4 separate regions of the Mus musculus genome follow, and regions 2, 3 and 4 are each linked to region 1. The links are chromatin contacts, called in public Hi-C, HiChIP or PLAC-seq and promoter capture Hi-C maps. All regions are on one chromosome and are shown on one strand. The core of a region is the stretch at or near the end of the contact, and the rest is flanking DNA. Distances in the headings are between cores, read along the strand shown. Region 1 holds the start of Aig1 (androgen-induced 1). Region 2 overlaps Hivep2 (human immunodeficiency virus type I enhancer binding protein 2). Region 3 overlaps Aig1 (androgen-induced 1). Region 4 overlaps Aig1 (androgen-induced 1).

Region 1 (3,895 bases), core at 434-2,933:
TCTGTATATGCGAACATCTGCTTGCTGTACCACACATCTGGCAAAGCCAGTCTCCACTGACTAGCCAATCAGCCCATCCAGGCAGGTACTCCCAGAGTTAGCCATCTATATGAAAGCTACAAGAAGCTGAGAGCAAAGTCCTATCATGTGTTCTTCAGGTGGGCAGACAGTAGGAGGAAAAAGACGCTGGTAGGGAATGCATATATTCAGACGGAAGTTAATTCCAATAAGAAGTTGAAAAGCCCAACTCAGGCAGGCAACACCAGGCAGCCCTTTGCCTAGAGGCAGGTGGGAAAAGTTGCGTATATCTTATATATTGAAAATAGAAGGTTTTTTGAAAACATCTACCTGTATCTCTTTAGGCATCTTACACCGACGGAACGATATTCAAATAGGTTCAAATTTGTCAAAGTGGAGGGTCAAGAAAATTTGTGCCAACCTTGTGATTGCACCAAGCTTATGCATAACCTCAGAGTCTTTGCGTTCCAGGAGTTGATTGTATGTTTTTCTCCGTGATCTTTTAATTGCTTGTGTTTCCATACACGACCCTTGTTTGATAACCTTTGAATGTATTTATGACTTAGTCTTGGTGACTTTTCAAAGCTCTACACCTACCCCAAGTCATTACAAGGCATTGTGCCCTCTGATTATCTACAGGAGTGCTTTCGGTACCCAAGGTATAAAAACTTAAAAATAATTATCGTTGTCTGCTCCTCTTTAAAATTATCACGTGTCAACAGAACAGATGATTACACAAACTGCAGGCTTTCAATGTGAACGACTAGAAGTTCAGTAGTTGCCAGGTGGAGCCTCACCGTGAACTGCTCTCTCAGTGTTTCTAGAAAGAGTTTTAAACAAATTGTTGACAGTGGGCAGAAAAACATGTGCAAGGGTTTTTTCCTATGGGGCGATTTCCCTCCTCCGGAAGGAGGTGTGTTTGTGTGTTTCTAAGCCATGCTCCATGGAACCAGACAATACTCATGTCTCCTTTGGGTGCTGCAAGTTTACCTTTGCATGTGGTTCTGGAAAACACTTCGGTGGAGAATTAATCTGAGGGCACTCATGATCGGGGCCAACAGATGCTTTTGGTGGCACAATCCTATTCCCTGGTCACTTCTTAGAAGCAGGCCTGTGCCCGTTTGGCTGTACTCCCATGTTTTCCTCCTCTACCTACCAGGTAAAGGTGAGAAGGGCATCCAGGCCTTCAGTGGAGCCCAGCGTGGCTGTTGGTGGCCAGCACGCGTTGGTGCTCCCGTGACACACACACAGGCACAAACACGCACACACGCACAAACACGCACAAACACGCACGCACGCACACGGGGGTGCAGCCCACGGCCTTACCAGATCAATGAAGGTCAGGAACTTCCAGCTGCCTCCGTAGGTCTGATGCGAGGGCATTTCGATGGCCTTGTAGTTGCACAGGATGGAGCAATAGGATAGCAGGATTGCTACCCGCAGCACCTGGCAGGGGACAAGCGCCATGTTCGCGCGGCCTGGCCCCGCCGGGCTGCTCGTGGGGAGGGCAGGCGAGCTGCTCCGCGGTGCCGGGCGCCGTGGGAACCGGGGCGCGGCGCGGCGAGGGGCGGAGCGCAGGAGGCGGGGCGCGTCCCCGGGGACAGTGGCGGCGCCGAGCGCACCGGAGACCTGCGCGGGCGGGGCGGCAGTGCAGCCTACGCGAGCTGGCGGCCTGGTGTCATCTCTGGCGTCATCTGCGTCATTCTGCAGCGGCGTTCGTCGTACCGGCCGGGCGCCCCCTAGGCGGTCCGCGAGGTCCACCCCCCCCCCCCCCCCCCGGCCTCCAAGGTGGGAGCGCCTTTCGGGCAACCACGGTTCCAGACGGGAAGGACCTGACCGAACCGGTCCGGACCCGGCATCCCCGGGCAGCTGGTGCTGGCTGCCATGGCACCAGATGGGGTCAGAACGTGTAAAGCCACACACAGTCCCCCTCCAGTGACACCCATTACTTAGGATTCAGTTGAGGGTTTAATGTTAATGAGCATTTATGACTGTGAAGCCCCTTATAAATTTCACAAGGCTTTAATAATTTATCAGTATGCACGAGCTTTGAACAAATTCTTTTTTAAACTTTTTATTACGTCTTGTGGGTATATGCATGTACCACAGGACAAACGTGGAGGCCAGAGGACAGCTCAGGTGTGAGTCCCCTCCATCGAACTCAGGTCATGAGGCTTGATGGCAAGCTACTTTAGCAATTACTGACCAGGGCAAGTTTTATAAATAGAAATCTGTGCTGATTGCCATGACTGCTACGAGACAGCATTCCATTTGAAAGTCAAACCACCCGGAGGATGTAAACCTCACCCACGCATGTGTGATTTAATACAAATCTTTCGGAGTTAAAATTCCTTTTGCACTTCGACATTTCCCAACCCACCTCCCTTATACTACCGCACCAGAGCTGAATGGGAGGAAAGTAAATATAAACTGGATTCCCTCAGCCTTCCAGTAAATGTTGTCACAGGGAAGTTGCAACAGTCTGTGGGCAGAGTAGGGTTTTTGTTTTCTTTTAAATCATGATCATGTTTCAACCAACCAGATAAAGGGTCCGGTTATGAGAAGACCACATGAGTATTTCCTGTGGATCCATTCAAAACAGGTGTCCCATTCAAATAGTCTCTGAGTCAGAGGGTGTGGTGGGAAGGTCTAGGGGAAAGCATAGTCTCAGAGGTAAAGAGAAGCAAACAAATCCGACTCGTAGTTTTTTCCACTCCACTAGGGAAGAGAGCCACTAGGTCTTTTTAATTGACATAATTATGCTGAAAGAAACTGAAATCACAAGATGATATTACTAGCATAAAGCATTCTTCACTCAGAATTTATGAGTTCATACTCATGTTTAAACAGGATCTATTTGCGTGTGTGTGTGTGTGTGTGTGTGTGTGTGTGTGTGTGTGTGTGTCCTTAATGAATGTTCATATAATTACAAGAAAAAATGAATTTACTGAAGCCCTCTCACTTGGGCCTAATGAAGTTTTATAAAGTGATGTGATATTACAAAGTTTGATACAACCCTCCTACTTTACATTTGAGAAAGTAGTTCACAAGATTTCTACCCATTCCCATAATTATAAAGTATTGTTTTATGAAGCTATTTAAGAGTTTACTATGGAGAATTTTTGAATAATTACTATGACATCAAGAGTTCTGTTGCTCTCCCTGCCAATCCCCAGAGGGGTGTTTTGAGACGATTTTAACAGACTTGCTTTCATTATCTTGATTGATTATCTTCTTGTGAGATGATTTTGTGTTTTTAATAATGGAACATTTTATATAAACCTGGGCTGAAATTGTGCTTCATTAAAAATGTCAATCCCAGATTCTTGAGATTCTTGATCATATTTTCATAGCGTGTTCAATGGGTTTCATTTTGCTTTATAAAATATTTTTTAAATTCTCATTTCCTGTTTTGCTTGCATTTATGTCTTTGAGGGTATTGCGCCCCCTGGCACTGGAGTTACGGACAGTTGTGAGCTGCCATGTGGGTTCTGGGAATTGAACTTGGATCCTCTGCAAGAGCAGTCAGTACTCTTAATCACTAAGCCAGCCCTCTCATTTGCTTTTTAGTCCATGTCTTAGCATCTTAGTCATGACTGACAGGTATTCTCTGTGGGGTGATAGTAACCTGAATATTAATTGTATTTTCAATGTATCAAGGACAATATGGCATGGACTTTAAACTTCACTCAAAATGCTGTTCCTTCTATGAAACAGATTATGTATTTGTACCTACATGATTCCACACTGGATTTCAAGAGTTCCAGGGTCAATGTGCGGAAGAAATGTCTGCTGTGTCTCATTCTTCCTTTTTACACACCGCTGTACAGCTAGAGAGGTGAAAGGAGGAAAGCACCTGCCCTCTTGGGCTTTATAA
Region 2 (3,895 bases), core at 374-2,873, 250 kb after region 1:
CTATAAGTGATTGCCTGTCTGGGCAAACTCACTCCAATCAATTCTGTGATATTCATCTTAATATCATTGGAATCTCTGCGTTAACATCACAGTAATGTTCTACAAGGTCAGAGCATAACAATGTCACTAAGGTTTGTTGATTTCCAAGAGAAAACCAAACTTGCAATAATTCAGGTTAAGTCACAGAATTATACATCTGTTGGGTCTACTTTCTTCTTCTTTGTGTGAAGTGGTGAAAAGGGAGCAGTAATCTGAAACTTCAGAGATAAGAACGTGGTCTGAGAAAAGTATGTCCCATTTCCGGTAACCCTTGTACAGCCAGAACTAAGGGCATTTCCCTGGTCTCAGCTTGTCAGCCATTCACAGGGGATGCCTGGTCAGTGGAGGTGGCTGGCAGTAATAGTGAATTGGAATTTGTGCTGATCTACTGAGAGCTGAGCTCTCTCTGTCTTTCTTACCTCTTCCTGTGGTGACTGTTAGATACCCAGTTACGGAAACTGCACAGAGTTGTTGCCTAAAACTTTCAGTTATCTATGGCATCTTGGCTCCATTTATGTCTTAGATGATGCGAATGCAAAAGAGTTCAATGATTTGTTCTCCTTTTATGCTGAGAGATGACATGGGTTTTGTTTGTTTGACTTTAGTATAAGTTCCTATTACAAAGGGACTTTATTTTCACTCTTTGAAAATGAGCAGACAAATCTTTATTTGTAAGGAAAACGAAATTTCAAGTAAATAAAAAAAAAATCACATCCCACAATTAACCAAACCCGCAGTCTTTGCAACTCAGTAGAATTTTGTACAATTAGAATAGGCATTCGGAATAGAAGCTGTGCAGCTTCACATTAAATTTTACACTTTTGATAGCAATAATATCTTATGCACCACCCAAGCCCTCTGCCCAAAAATCCAGAATGGACTTAGAACTAGAAAAACAATTAACCTTACAGCCTCTTCTAAAACTCACACTCATTATCTGGATTCAGTTCCCTCCTCAATCTCATATGTTAGCCTTTGTTGTTTTCTGTTCTTCATGTGATACTGTACCCACATGTGTATATACTCACATGTATACATATATTATTTTATACATGATATTTCTCTCATATTCCACATACAAGAGAAAATGTTTTTGCTTTGTTTTTCCCCCTTTCTGAGGCTGTGTGACCAGGCTTCTTTTGAATATGATTCTCCTCCTCCTCCTCCTCCTCCTCCTCCTCCTCCTCCTCCTCCTCCTCCTCCTCCTCCTCCTCCTCCTCCTTCTTCTTCTAAGAGATGCTATTTGAGTATGGTGGTATTTTCTTTTCTTTCATTTTTGGCTTTCAGACATTCTTTCTCTTCCTCTAATGGGAAGCAGCCATGGTCCTTGTCTTTGATGACATTTCCAGGTTAGAGAGGAGCTTGACAGCTGTCATTTTGAGTGTTCACAGTGGTTGATTTGAGGCAAGAAGAACCAAGTTTAAAACAGAAAATAAATCCAGCATTTGCTTAATAATTTGCTCTTGGCTGCGGTAGAATCTTATCTGGCCACCCACATTCATCTGCTTGCTGACGTGGCTTCTGCCTCAATCGCAGAAGCTATTTTTTGTGCCTTTTGTGTCTTTAGAGGAACCAACTGGGCCTGCTTGCTTGTAATGAGTCATATCTTAAAGTGCATAGGGTGTCCCAAAGTCCTACTTCAGGGGTGCAGTAAGGTGATGAGGGGAAGGGAGGAGGGGTGAGAACCCTCGAAGTCTTTGTAAGAGGTGGTCCCAGGACATGGCACCTTTTCACTGTCGGGTTGTGGTTCTTTAGTTCTTTGGCAAAAGTTTTGGGATCATCTTGCCACACTATAGACCAAGGTGCTGTTGCAGTCTTAATTAATAAATATACAGTGTCCATCTGTGGGCATGGCAGTCATTTTTTTTTTTTTTTTTTTTTTTTTAGTATTCTGATGTCCTGTGTAGCCCAGATTGACTTAGAATTTGCTTATCTTCTGCCCTCAGCTTCCTGAGTTCTGGGATTGCAGGTAGGCAATACCACACCAAGATGTATAATATTATTTTTTTGTTAACCTTTTATGCATAGAGTCAAAAAAATCTCAGATGGTATACTTGGGTTAAGTAATGTGATCTTCCTTGAATTTCTTTATACTAGATTTAGATAAATATTAATTCATAGTATAATAAAGTTCTTTTCTTTATTACTTACTAGTATCTATGAAGGAGCTCTAGTTTTTTCTCTTTTTTTGGTTTTGGATTCATAGTTCAGAAATTAATTTTAGCACAGAATGTAGCAGCTGAAAAGGAATTTTTATGAGGTTGTCTGAGCGTATGAAGTTACCTGATGATGACTCTCTATAGAAGCTTCGTGGGGAACCTCTGAGACCAGGAGACAGAATGGCAGCTTGAACTGCAGGGCCACAGCTTCCATGCTTGGTGCATTTGATTTGATTTTGTGCCCACAGTGCACATATGTGTGCAGTTGCACACACATGCACATGGAGGCAGACTTTGGGTGTCCTTCCTTAGGCACACTGTCCACTTTAGTTTTTGAGACAGTCTCTCCCTGGCTCGGAACTCACTGAGTATGCTACACTAGCTAGCTAGTGAACCCTGGAATCTGCCTAGCCCTGGCTGGGGATCAAACTCATGTCCTCAGGCTTACCAAGCAAGCACATTATCAACTGAACTATCTCCTTAGCCACAGTACATCTAGTTGTAACTATAGCATTGTGTTTTAAATTGCTTCTACTCTGTTACAAGAAATTCTCTTTTAATGAAAATATTTATTCAAAGATTTGCATTATGTTAAAAGAGAAATTTTTTGTAACATTTTTTTTAATTAGGTATTTTCCTCGTTTACATTTCCAATGCTATCCCAAAAGTCCCCCATACCCACCCCCACAATCCCCTACCCACCCACTCCCCCTTTTTGGCCCTGGCGTTCCCCTGTACTGGGGCATATAAAGTTTGCAAGTCCAATGGACCTCTCTTTGCAGTGATGGCCGACTAGGCCATCTTTTGATACATATGCAAGAACTCCGGGGTACTGGTTAGTTCATATTGTTGTTCCACCTATAGGGTTGCAGTTCCCTTTAGCGAGAAAATTTTTAAATTAAAGTAATGCTTTTTGAGTGATACAATCCCAAATTTTAGTTTTTGAGAGCTGGCAGTTTCTGTGGGTGAAGACACACAGCATGCCCATTAAGTTAACTGTCAGCACCAACAGCTTGAATGTTCTTGTTCATCCTTCAGGTTCTCAGAATTTGTCTGTGAACTTCAGTGAAGAGAGTTGGGAAGCAAAAACATTGTGATGTAGTTTATTGATATGAGGATAACAGGTTAATAACTAAAGTTCATTATTCTCTCCTATTGATTTCATGTGTGTTTGGAAAAGCAGTTTGGCTCTACAGTGAATGCATATATAAACACCCTCAGCCTGACAGGTGTGCTCCATTTAGAGAGAAATACCTTGTACGACATTTGTTTCTTTTGATTTCTATGCTAGGCCCACTTTAACTGTAACTTTTTCAATGGGGAGAGTCTCCTTTGAGAGTACATGTTTTTCTGGCATAGTTTATCCCCATATAAAGTTCTTAGTAATCCCAACCCTTATAAAAATAGCTTTTGCAATGCGATTGGGGAAAGAGGTCCCTGGAAACAACTGTCTGAGGCTCTAAAAATTTTATGATCAGATATTAAAAGTGCCATGCTAGAATCAAAATAGGTCATGTGCCTTGACTACATCTGCATGGCTACCCACTTGGGAAAACACGTCTCCATTTTCTCGGCACTCTCACATGTCAAGGTAGACTGCAAACAGGTCAAAGTACGGGACTGCCATCCGTGATTTGGTTTTCCCAGAAGTTCTCTCAAGTTGTCTGGCAGGGTCCCAGAAGATACACAGTTCTCTC
Region 3 (3,895 bases), core at 849-3,348, 180 kb before region 1:
TTAGTTTTTTATTTTGGGGCCCCAACACTGCTCAGTGCTACAAGACAAGCACTTTCTCCCTCCAGGTTATTGCTGCTTGAGGAAGCCATTCTGTTATAGTGAGCCTCTGCAGGCCTGGAGCCACTGTACAGGAAGGCGCAGAAACCCTCACTTGCTGCCCACTAGAGGAGCTGTTCTGAGACTTCCAGTGCTCTCCTGGTCTCAGAAGCCCAATGCAGCTCACCACAGGGAAGCCGAGAGGCTGTTAGTAAGTAAAATCTTCTACTTGAAATGTTTCCAGTGCTTAAACTGGATCACCTCCCGCCTGGGTTGTCACTCCAGCAGATTGTGGCCTTTGGGGTTTCTTCTGGAAGTTTAGGAGTTTCTGTTGGCAATTTAAGTAAATCAGGCAGGTGGGAAAAGGGACAATAAAGCTGAAATTCAATCTCAGAGAAATGGATAGCGGGGACATTGTAGACACTTTACGTGGCTACTATTGAGCAAAGTATCTGATATCATATATATATATATATATATATATATATATATATATATATATATATATATATATATATATCATGTGTGTATTCAGTTTCCAAACTTTACTTTCATGTAACACACACATGCATCGCGATTTCTCTCACTAAGCTAATGTAAGCCTATTTTCTGTACTATTCTGACTGTTGCCATGTCTAAAGATTATCAACACTTAGGACCTGTAGACAGGAGGGTGTCTATTTTCTTTAAGGTTTCAGGTACAGATTTTTACTCTGGACAGCGAAGGGAGGGGACTTTGAGAACAAGTATTGAAACAAAAATCAAGACCCCATGACTCTAGCTAGTTTTGAAGTCCCCTGATGGAATTGCAAAAAAGCTGACAATAATGCCCCACAGAAAAACTGAACCAAATAAGGGGCATGAGAGAAGGAAAGCTCCCTGAAAACAAGATGCAGGGATTGGAGCCTGATCGACGGGTGACAACGGCAGACCTACATTGGGAGAAGTGAGCTCCATGGAATATGGAGCAAGGGAAAGCTTCAGAGATGAGGGGCACTTACTGTGATTGACAGAGTGGCTGCAGGTGGATAGTATTGTGGCTGGAGAACTAAGGAAAGAGGAGGGGGGGAGGAGGGGGAGGAGGAAGAAGAGGAAGAAGAGGAGGAGGAGGCCAGAGCGTCAGCAGGGCCAGGTAATGAAGAGTAGCCTAAAGGGTGTAAGGAATTTTGGACTCAATCCATAGAGGCAAAGAGATGTCTATACACTCAGATCATTTTTTTAAAAAACCGTCTGTGGACAGACAGGGGGATGGCAGGGGGTGGGAGCTTCATGCTATAGCTCAGGCGACACTTCTGGAGCTCGGATCATAGTTTGAACCCCGGAGGCAGAGTGAAGTGTGAAGCTTCTGAAGATGCCTCGGAAGCACAAGTCTGAGCAACTGGTGGCCTGTTGTTGACACCGGAAAGATGACTTCAGGATGTCTGGTGTGTTTCTGGTATGAGTAATGGATGGCTGATGATGTTGGGGCTGGGGGAGGGGGTGCAAGTTGGTGCATGGGATAGGGAATTTAGGTATGGCCAGAGGCGGTTTTGTAATTGCTAAATGAGTAGATATAACATATGCTTAGGAGAGTTTCTGAACTGATGATCACAGAAGAGACGGGATGACTCAGGGAGAGTGAAGGAGCTGGCACTGGGCACTGAAGAACTCCAATATGGGGTTTTGTGTAGATGGAAAAAGACCACAAAGAAACTAAGAGAGATTGCCATGATCCTCGGACATGGGAGATATTCGTGGGAAGACTGACAAGAGTCCTGAAGTTACAGGAAGACGGTGTTTTGAAAAGTAGGGATAATGCAACAATAGAGATCCTACAAAGCATGTGCAACTTCAATGAACAAAAGTCACTGGTGATGTCTTGTGACATCTGTACAGGTTTTGCTAATGAACAGTTAAGCCACACTGAGGTGGGCTAATAATAGTAACAATATGTACTCTGGGCATATGCAAAGCTGAACATTAATATTATCATAGTGATCCAACAGTCTTTTGAGGGTGATGGGTACTATTAATCATCTAGTCTACAGATAAGAAGAATGAGACAGAGAGGGGTCACATGACTATCCCAAGTCATACATTAGGAACATGACTCAGGCTCAGCCAGTCAGAGTCAGGAGTTCATTCTCCAAACAGTACAGTGTCCTGACTGTTTTTTTTTTTCCTTTTAAAGATTTATTTATTTATTTTATGCATAAGTACACTTTTGCTCTCTTCAGACACACCAGAAGAGGGCATCAGATCCCATTATGGATGGTTGTGAGCCACCATGTGGTTGCTGGGAATTGAACTCAGGACCTCTGGAACAACAGTTCGTGCTCTTAACCGCTGAGCCATCTCTCCAGGCCCTGTGTCCTGACTTTTAAACATGAATGTGAGAATGGATACAATATGGTGTAGGGAAGTCGTGAGAGCAGCTCAGCTGTGACACACTGGGCAGCAGGTAGGTGCCCAGGGACTGTTCGTACAAGAGCAGTGTTTGTAAGGCAGAGTCAAGAAATGGGTTCAGATATTGACTGGAAGCGTCTAGAAGGGAGACTAAAGTCATCAAGGAATGAGGTCATCAGTGGAAGGTTACAGAGTAGTTTGGGTGGAGGGGGTATGTGCTGAGCACAGGTTTGGAGACTCCCTGCCGGGGAGGAGAAAATGGGCACTAAAAAAAATGTTTGCAGAGGTGGCCAGTTAGATCCCTTCCTTGTCCTGAAATAAAAGGTGAAAGGCATAAGGGGAATGAGGGAGAGGGGTAGACAGAGATGCAGGTTGCATCAAAGAGACGGCAGCATCCACTCAGTCAGTGATTCCGAAAGCCAAGGGGAAAGCAACCTTAGTGACAGGATGGTTGGAGGGAGCTGAGAGGCTGAGGAAGGCTCACAGGGAAAGTTATCTGTGAGCAGGCAAGGTCAACAGCGCCTCTAATTCTTAGCTCTCCAGGGACACGGAGAGCAACTGAGAACCAGCCCTTTTGGGTGGGAGAGGATGGAACTGAACAATCAGTACTGGGGATTGGCATGGACAGTATGCTCAGGCCTTCTTAGTTCACGTGCAGAGCTAAGGAACTCATGTGACCCGCACACTGGTGAACACTGTGAGGGACCCGGGGCAAATCACCGTCAGGTGGGAAATTCTCAGTTGTCCACACAGGCTTCTTGTTAGAATCCAAGAAAACAATGCTTTTTCGGCAAAGCACTTGTGAAAAAAAATGAGCAGATTGGGATAATGGGAAAGCAATGACATTCTCGGCTCCCAAGGGAGAGCTGAGCTCTGGAAATAACTTAATACGTGAACCATAGGAACGTTTCAGAAAAAAAAAAAAATGCTTTCAACATTCTCAATAGAGAATTCAGAGAGACAATCACCATGAAAGAGGAGCAAGGCCCATGAGAACAGGACATAGAATGAAAATAAAAACGCTGTTTGGGAAAGAGAAAGAGACTCTGCAGACATGCAGGATTCTTTTTATTTTTCCTGCTTAGAGAGATGAAAGACTTTCATGAGGGACTCTTCTTATGAGTTCATTAGTCTCCACAACTCTGAGAGGCAGATGTTTGTTCCCATTTTAGAGGAGGCAAAAACCAAAGTTCCCGTGACCTCTGACTATGGCAGTACATACTCGGTTGCTTGCTCTTGGAAAATTCTTGTCTCAAAGTTTCACTTGTCATTGGGCCATGGAGATACCTCAGTGCCAGACTTCCCTCTGGTAAAGCAGTTTCCTCTGCAGCTTATCTATTTCAGGACAGAAACGGAAGGACAGTGGCCTGTCCCACGGCTGCCCCTCCCTTACTTGCTGTATCCCTCCCGGCTCAGCTGTGAGGCATACAGAAGGTCCTGAGACCACATTCCAGCCTCAGCATCAACAGTCACC
Region 4 (3,895 bases), core at 825-3,324, 150 kb before region 1:
GACAAATGTATACACCGTAAAAATCATTGTCCAAATCAGGGTAACCAACATATCCATCACTGCGTGTAAGTGTTGCGGGGAGTGTGTGGGTGCCCGTGAGCGTGTGTGCACATGTAAGTGCGAGATTCAGGTTCCTTGATTAACTCAGATTAGGCCACCTTGGAGGACTTGAGTTTAATACAAAGTGACTAGGCCGAATTCTTATTTTTATTTCCTTTTAATCCATCACCCTCAGAGTATCCCAGATAGGCAGGATTCTAAGTCAGGATAAAGAAAAGAAATGTCACAGAGTGACACTTAGCAGCGCTGGCTTGGTGACACCTAATCCTTAGTAAAGGAAATCAAACGTGAATGCGAAGGCTGCAGCTCACAGCCTCTCAGGGACAGATGGGAAGAAGTCAACTCAGAATTAGCAGGTACAAGTGACTTCCTAATGGCAAGCATTCTTTCCTGGAGTGAGGGCATGGGTGGGGACCCACCTTGCAGACACACAGGGGATGCAGAAAGCACAAGCCTGACTTTCTGTCATTGTAAGTTCACAGGGAGGGCAGAGGGATGCCTGGTCCTTTCTGCAGGTCTCTCAGAAATCCATCTCCTCCTAGTGAAGTAGATTGTAGGCAGCCCTTGCCAAACTTAAATTGCATCCATGTTACAGAGGAAAGAGGCTTTAGCACATTCCTTTGGGGAATGGGAGCAATTTATTTTGTTTGTTTCTAATGGAGAGGGTTAGTTCCAGAATCTCACTGTGAGGTCTGAGAGTAAGTTGAAGACCGCCAGGCAACAAGAGGGGGAGAGAGAAATAGAATGACGAGAGGCTCTTGGGCTTTATCAGGTGATGGAGACAGCAGGAGCACCCAGTTTTAAAGCCAAGGCATAAAGTACCATTCTTGACTTTACATCAGGAATACATTAAGCCCAATACCGTATGACTGGGCATGCTTTCCCAATTCTATGATTTAGAAAATAGGTGAGAGAGAGAGAGAGAGAGAGAGAGGGCGGGGGAGAGGGAGAGAATGAGTGTGTTTATGTGATTGTGAGCATGAGTGAGAACAGGTGTGTGTTTGTGTGTGCATGTGTATTTGTTTGCATGTAGAAGCCAGGCACAGACAGGGGTGTCTCCCTACATCACTCTCTGCTTTAGTTTTTGAGGCAGGGTCTCCCACTGAACTTGAAGCTTACCAGTTTCGATAGCTGACAGGCCATCTAGACTCCAGATCTGCCCACCTCTACCTGACTCTGAGTCCCTGTTGTACACAGGGACTGTGGTTCCAAACTCAGGTTCTTATTGCTGGAGCAGCACACAGTTCACCAGCAGCACCACCTGCCTTCCTAGCCCGGATGATTGCTTTTGGTTTTCAAATGAACCCATCTCCACAACTCAGCACAATTGACTGTAGCAACTTTGGGGTAGTGTGGGGCAGGTGCGTGCGTGTGCATGTGTGTGTGCGTGTGTGTGTTTGTGTGTGTGTGTTGCTTTGTTTTTCTCTCCTTGCCACTCAGATAGCTCTGGGCTTGTGGCTTGCCTGCCTTTTGAGGAAAGAGAAAGAACACAAACGAAAATGACCCGGGCGATAATGTGAATCTGAAAAGACTGCGACTTCCTAGCGTGTAACTGGGGATTAGGAAACATCAAGACAAAAGCTCTCATCTACTGGTCTCCCTGGAAAACTGATTTTACAATATAATTTACTTCTGAAGGGTGGGCTCTGTCTCCTCCTAGGAGAGGGGTCTTGTCACAGAAAGCAGAGAACATCAGCACATGGCCTCAAAGATTAACACGGGTGGCGTAAATAAGAAAAACATCTCCCTTTCAGCCTTCCCAAGCCTCTAATGAGACCCTGGCAGCTTCAGTGATATATGGCCTTTTTTTTTTTTTTTTTTTTTTTTTTTTTTTTTTTAGTTTCAGCAGAAAGCAGTATGCTTTGGGTCTTCAGAATACTGTTTGATAGCTTCACAGAAACCAATCAATAACATCCAGGTAACATTTTCTGCAAGGCACATAAATCCTGGCCTAGGGAGCCCAGCTGTTGTGAAATTCTGGATGGGTTCCAGTTTCCACCCAGGGAGTCTCAAGGCAACGATCCTGAATGTGGGGCTTTGTCTGGATTTCAAGGGAACATAATCGGGTGACATCTGGTCCCCCACCTTGTGCTGGCTCGGCCACACTTCATCCGCCATGGCTCTGGGCACCTCCTGCAGGGTTTCCTGTGAGTGCCAAGCACCAGAGCCCTGCCAGTCACCAGCTGCCAATCAGTTTTTCACAGTGGGGGACAAAAAGCAAACTTGGGGCCTTGACGATGCCTGCTGGGAACAACTCATAAAAATGATCTTCAAATGTAATTTGGATCCCTCTGCCCCACACGTTACCGGACATCGGACAAAAGAGAATTTACAAAAATAACTGACGGGAGGAAAAAGGATCTGTGGAGAGCAAGGAAAAGGACCAGAAAAGAGCAGTGTGGGGCACAAGCTGGTGGAGAGGTAAGGAATGAGTGGGAGTGAATGATAAACACACAGAAGGGCATGCTCCCATGCAACAGCTAGCAGTTTCACACGCAAATCCTCGGACTTTTCTTTTCAAATAAAAGCGCATGCTGATGCAAGGATGAGGTGAAAACCCTGTGGCTGTGGTCACTGGAGAAAGAATATAACACAGCCAGCAGCTTGACAGCACATTTCCCTATTACACATGATCTTAAACCCCATTCCAAGGACTGCCATTCAAGTTCTGGAAATCTAAGCTAAAGAAATAATCATTCGTCTACGAAAAACAAACAAACAAACAAACAAACAAACACAAGATAAAATACAGACTTCCTCAGCTACAGCAGCAAAGGTGTTTCCCCATGCTTTACACACTAGCAAAATTATTTTTAAAACATTATCTTAATTATCCCTAAGGAGTGAATCGTTCTTAAACTAAGATATGGCTAATTATGAACTAACAAGATATTTAAAAATGTTTAGACACTGAAAAATAGTTATCCAATTGAGTTTCCTCGAACTTCCTTGTAAAACACTCTACAATGAATGCACTTATAATAGCAGCAGCGAGGAGCGTCGAGCGCTCCTCTTTCTGTTCATATGTGTGCACACAGGTGTGTGTGTCATGGAGCAAGTGTGGAGGTCAGAGGGTGGCTTGTGGGACACAATTCTCACCTTCCACCACATGAGTCCAAGGGACTGAGCTCAGGTTTCGGGTGTGGCAGCAAAAATCTTTCCCTGCTGAGCCTTCTTGTTGGCCCTGTTACATATACATATTAGGTGTTTTTTACTTTGTGTGTATAACACCATTGGTAGTAGTATTATAGATAAACTAATAAAAGTCCATGAATACATTAGACCTTTATAGGAAAATGAGGAAGAGAGCATTTTTAAAGAGACAGAAACATGAAGAAACAGGACAAGGCTTAGACTATTCACTGAGAAAAGTCAGGAAGTGAGAGAGCAAATGGGAAAATTCTCAAAGCAAAAATAAACTAGGGTGAGAAGGAAAACCTAGTATCAGACACACAGAGAACAAACAGGAAACATTATCAGATTCAAGTGCAGCAATTTCACATAGGTCACCTTTTCCTCTCAAAGGGAACTGGTTAAAGGTTGTTCTTGTGATGCTAGCATAAGTCCATATTGACCTTTCAACACATAAGAGTCCAGGACAACCTGGCTCAGGGCACTTGCCCACAAGTAATTTTCCCTTACATGTACAAAATCATGACCCAAAGAGTCATTACAAGTTCCAGTGGGTCTCGTGGGACACCAGTGCCCTAATACACACTTGGGTGGCTGCCAGCCTGATGATTAGCCCCGCTTGTTGCTGATGTTTGTTTTGTAAGAATATACTTCAGGATAGCCATGCATATGTTTTGATGTGGAACAGCAAAAGGAGAACACT

What was found. Promoter capture Hi-C pulls out the DNA fragments that hold promoters and counts their contacts. A called contact is a pair of places that touch in the nucleus more often than the background predicts. HiChIP or PLAC-seq counts read pairs in DNA pulled down with a chosen protein or histone mark.
Region 2: a promoter capture Hi-C map of hippocampal neurons shows a contact between it and region 1, with 3 times the contacts expected there. The contact joins the enhancer-like site here to the promoter of Aig1 in region 1. A contact is called at or near these places in 6 of 39 promoter capture datasets (the 3T3-L1 cell line, 3T3-L1-derived adipocytes, embryonic stem cells and 3 more) and 3 of 9 other capture datasets (adipose tissue, liver and pancreatic islet).
Region 3: a contact with region 1 is called in an H3K4me3 HiChIP or PLAC-seq map of bone marrow-derived macrophages, with 5 times the contacts expected there. The contact joins the enhancer-like site here to the promoter of Aig1 in region 1. A contact is called at or near these places in 5 of 39 promoter capture datasets (the 3T3-L1 cell line, 3T3-L1-derived adipocytes, hippocampal neurons and 2 more), 9 of 484 Hi-C or Micro-C datasets (bone marrow-derived macrophages, conventional type 1 dendritic cells, cortical neurons and 5 more), 3 of 115 datasets of contacts at active chromatin or transcription factors (bone marrow-derived macrophages, embryonic stem cells and microglia) and 4 of 9 other capture datasets (adipose tissue, liver, macrophages and 1 more).
Region 4: a contact with region 1 is called in a Hi-C map of nephron progenitors, with 3 times the contacts expected there. The contact joins the enhancer-like site here to the promoter of Aig1 in region 1. A contact is called at or near these places in 6 of 39 promoter capture datasets (the 3T3-L1 cell line, 3T3-L1-derived adipocytes, cranial neural crest and 3 more), 7 of 484 Hi-C or Micro-C datasets (bone marrow-derived macrophages, brain, cerebellar granule neurons and 4 more), 1 of 115 datasets of contacts at active chromatin or transcription factors (bone marrow-derived macrophages) and 3 of 9 other capture datasets (adipose tissue, macrophages and pancreatic islet).

Annotation. Positions count from the first base shown.
Region 1 is chr10:13,867,274-13,871,168 of GRCm38.p6, forward strand. It overlaps Aig1 (androgen-induced 1), which reads right to left and starts at 1,684. Exons shown (of 6, transcript NM_001347362.1): 1 at 1,345-1,684. The coding sequence starts at 1,485.
Region 2 is chr10:14,115,593-14,119,487 of GRCm38.p6, forward strand. All of the region lies in intron 2 of Hivep2 (human immunodeficiency virus type I enhancer binding protein 2), which reads left to right. All of the region lies in intron 2 of Gm51759 (a long non-coding RNA gene), which reads right to left. Among named protein-coding and RNA genes, the nearest start is that of Gm51759, 9.8 kb to the right of the region's middle. Within about 2 kb of position 1,624, at least 25 of the 459 cell types and tissues checked have an H3K27ac peak or open chromatin away from gene starts, as enhancers often do. A contact at or near this core is called in adipose tissue and hippocampal neurons, where this site is marked.
Region 3 is chr10:13,682,568-13,686,462 of GRCm38.p6, forward strand. All of the region lies in intron 4 of Aig1 (androgen-induced 1), which reads right to left. Among named protein-coding and RNA genes, the nearest start is that of Pex3, 130 kb to the left of the region's middle. Within about 2 kb of position 2,099, at least 26 of the 459 cell types and tissues checked have an H3K27ac peak or open chromatin away from gene starts, as enhancers often do. A contact at or near this core is called in bone marrow-derived macrophages and macrophages, where this site is marked.
Region 4 is chr10:13,712,622-13,716,516 of GRCm38.p6, forward strand. All of the region lies in intron 3 of Aig1 (androgen-induced 1), which reads right to left. Among named protein-coding and RNA genes, the nearest start is that of Aig1, 150 kb to the right of the region's middle. Within about 2 kb of position 2,075, at least 45 of the 459 cell types and tissues checked have an H3K27ac peak or open chromatin away from gene starts, as enhancers often do. A contact at or near this core is called in cerebellar granule neurons, cerebral cortex and nephron progenitors, where this site is marked.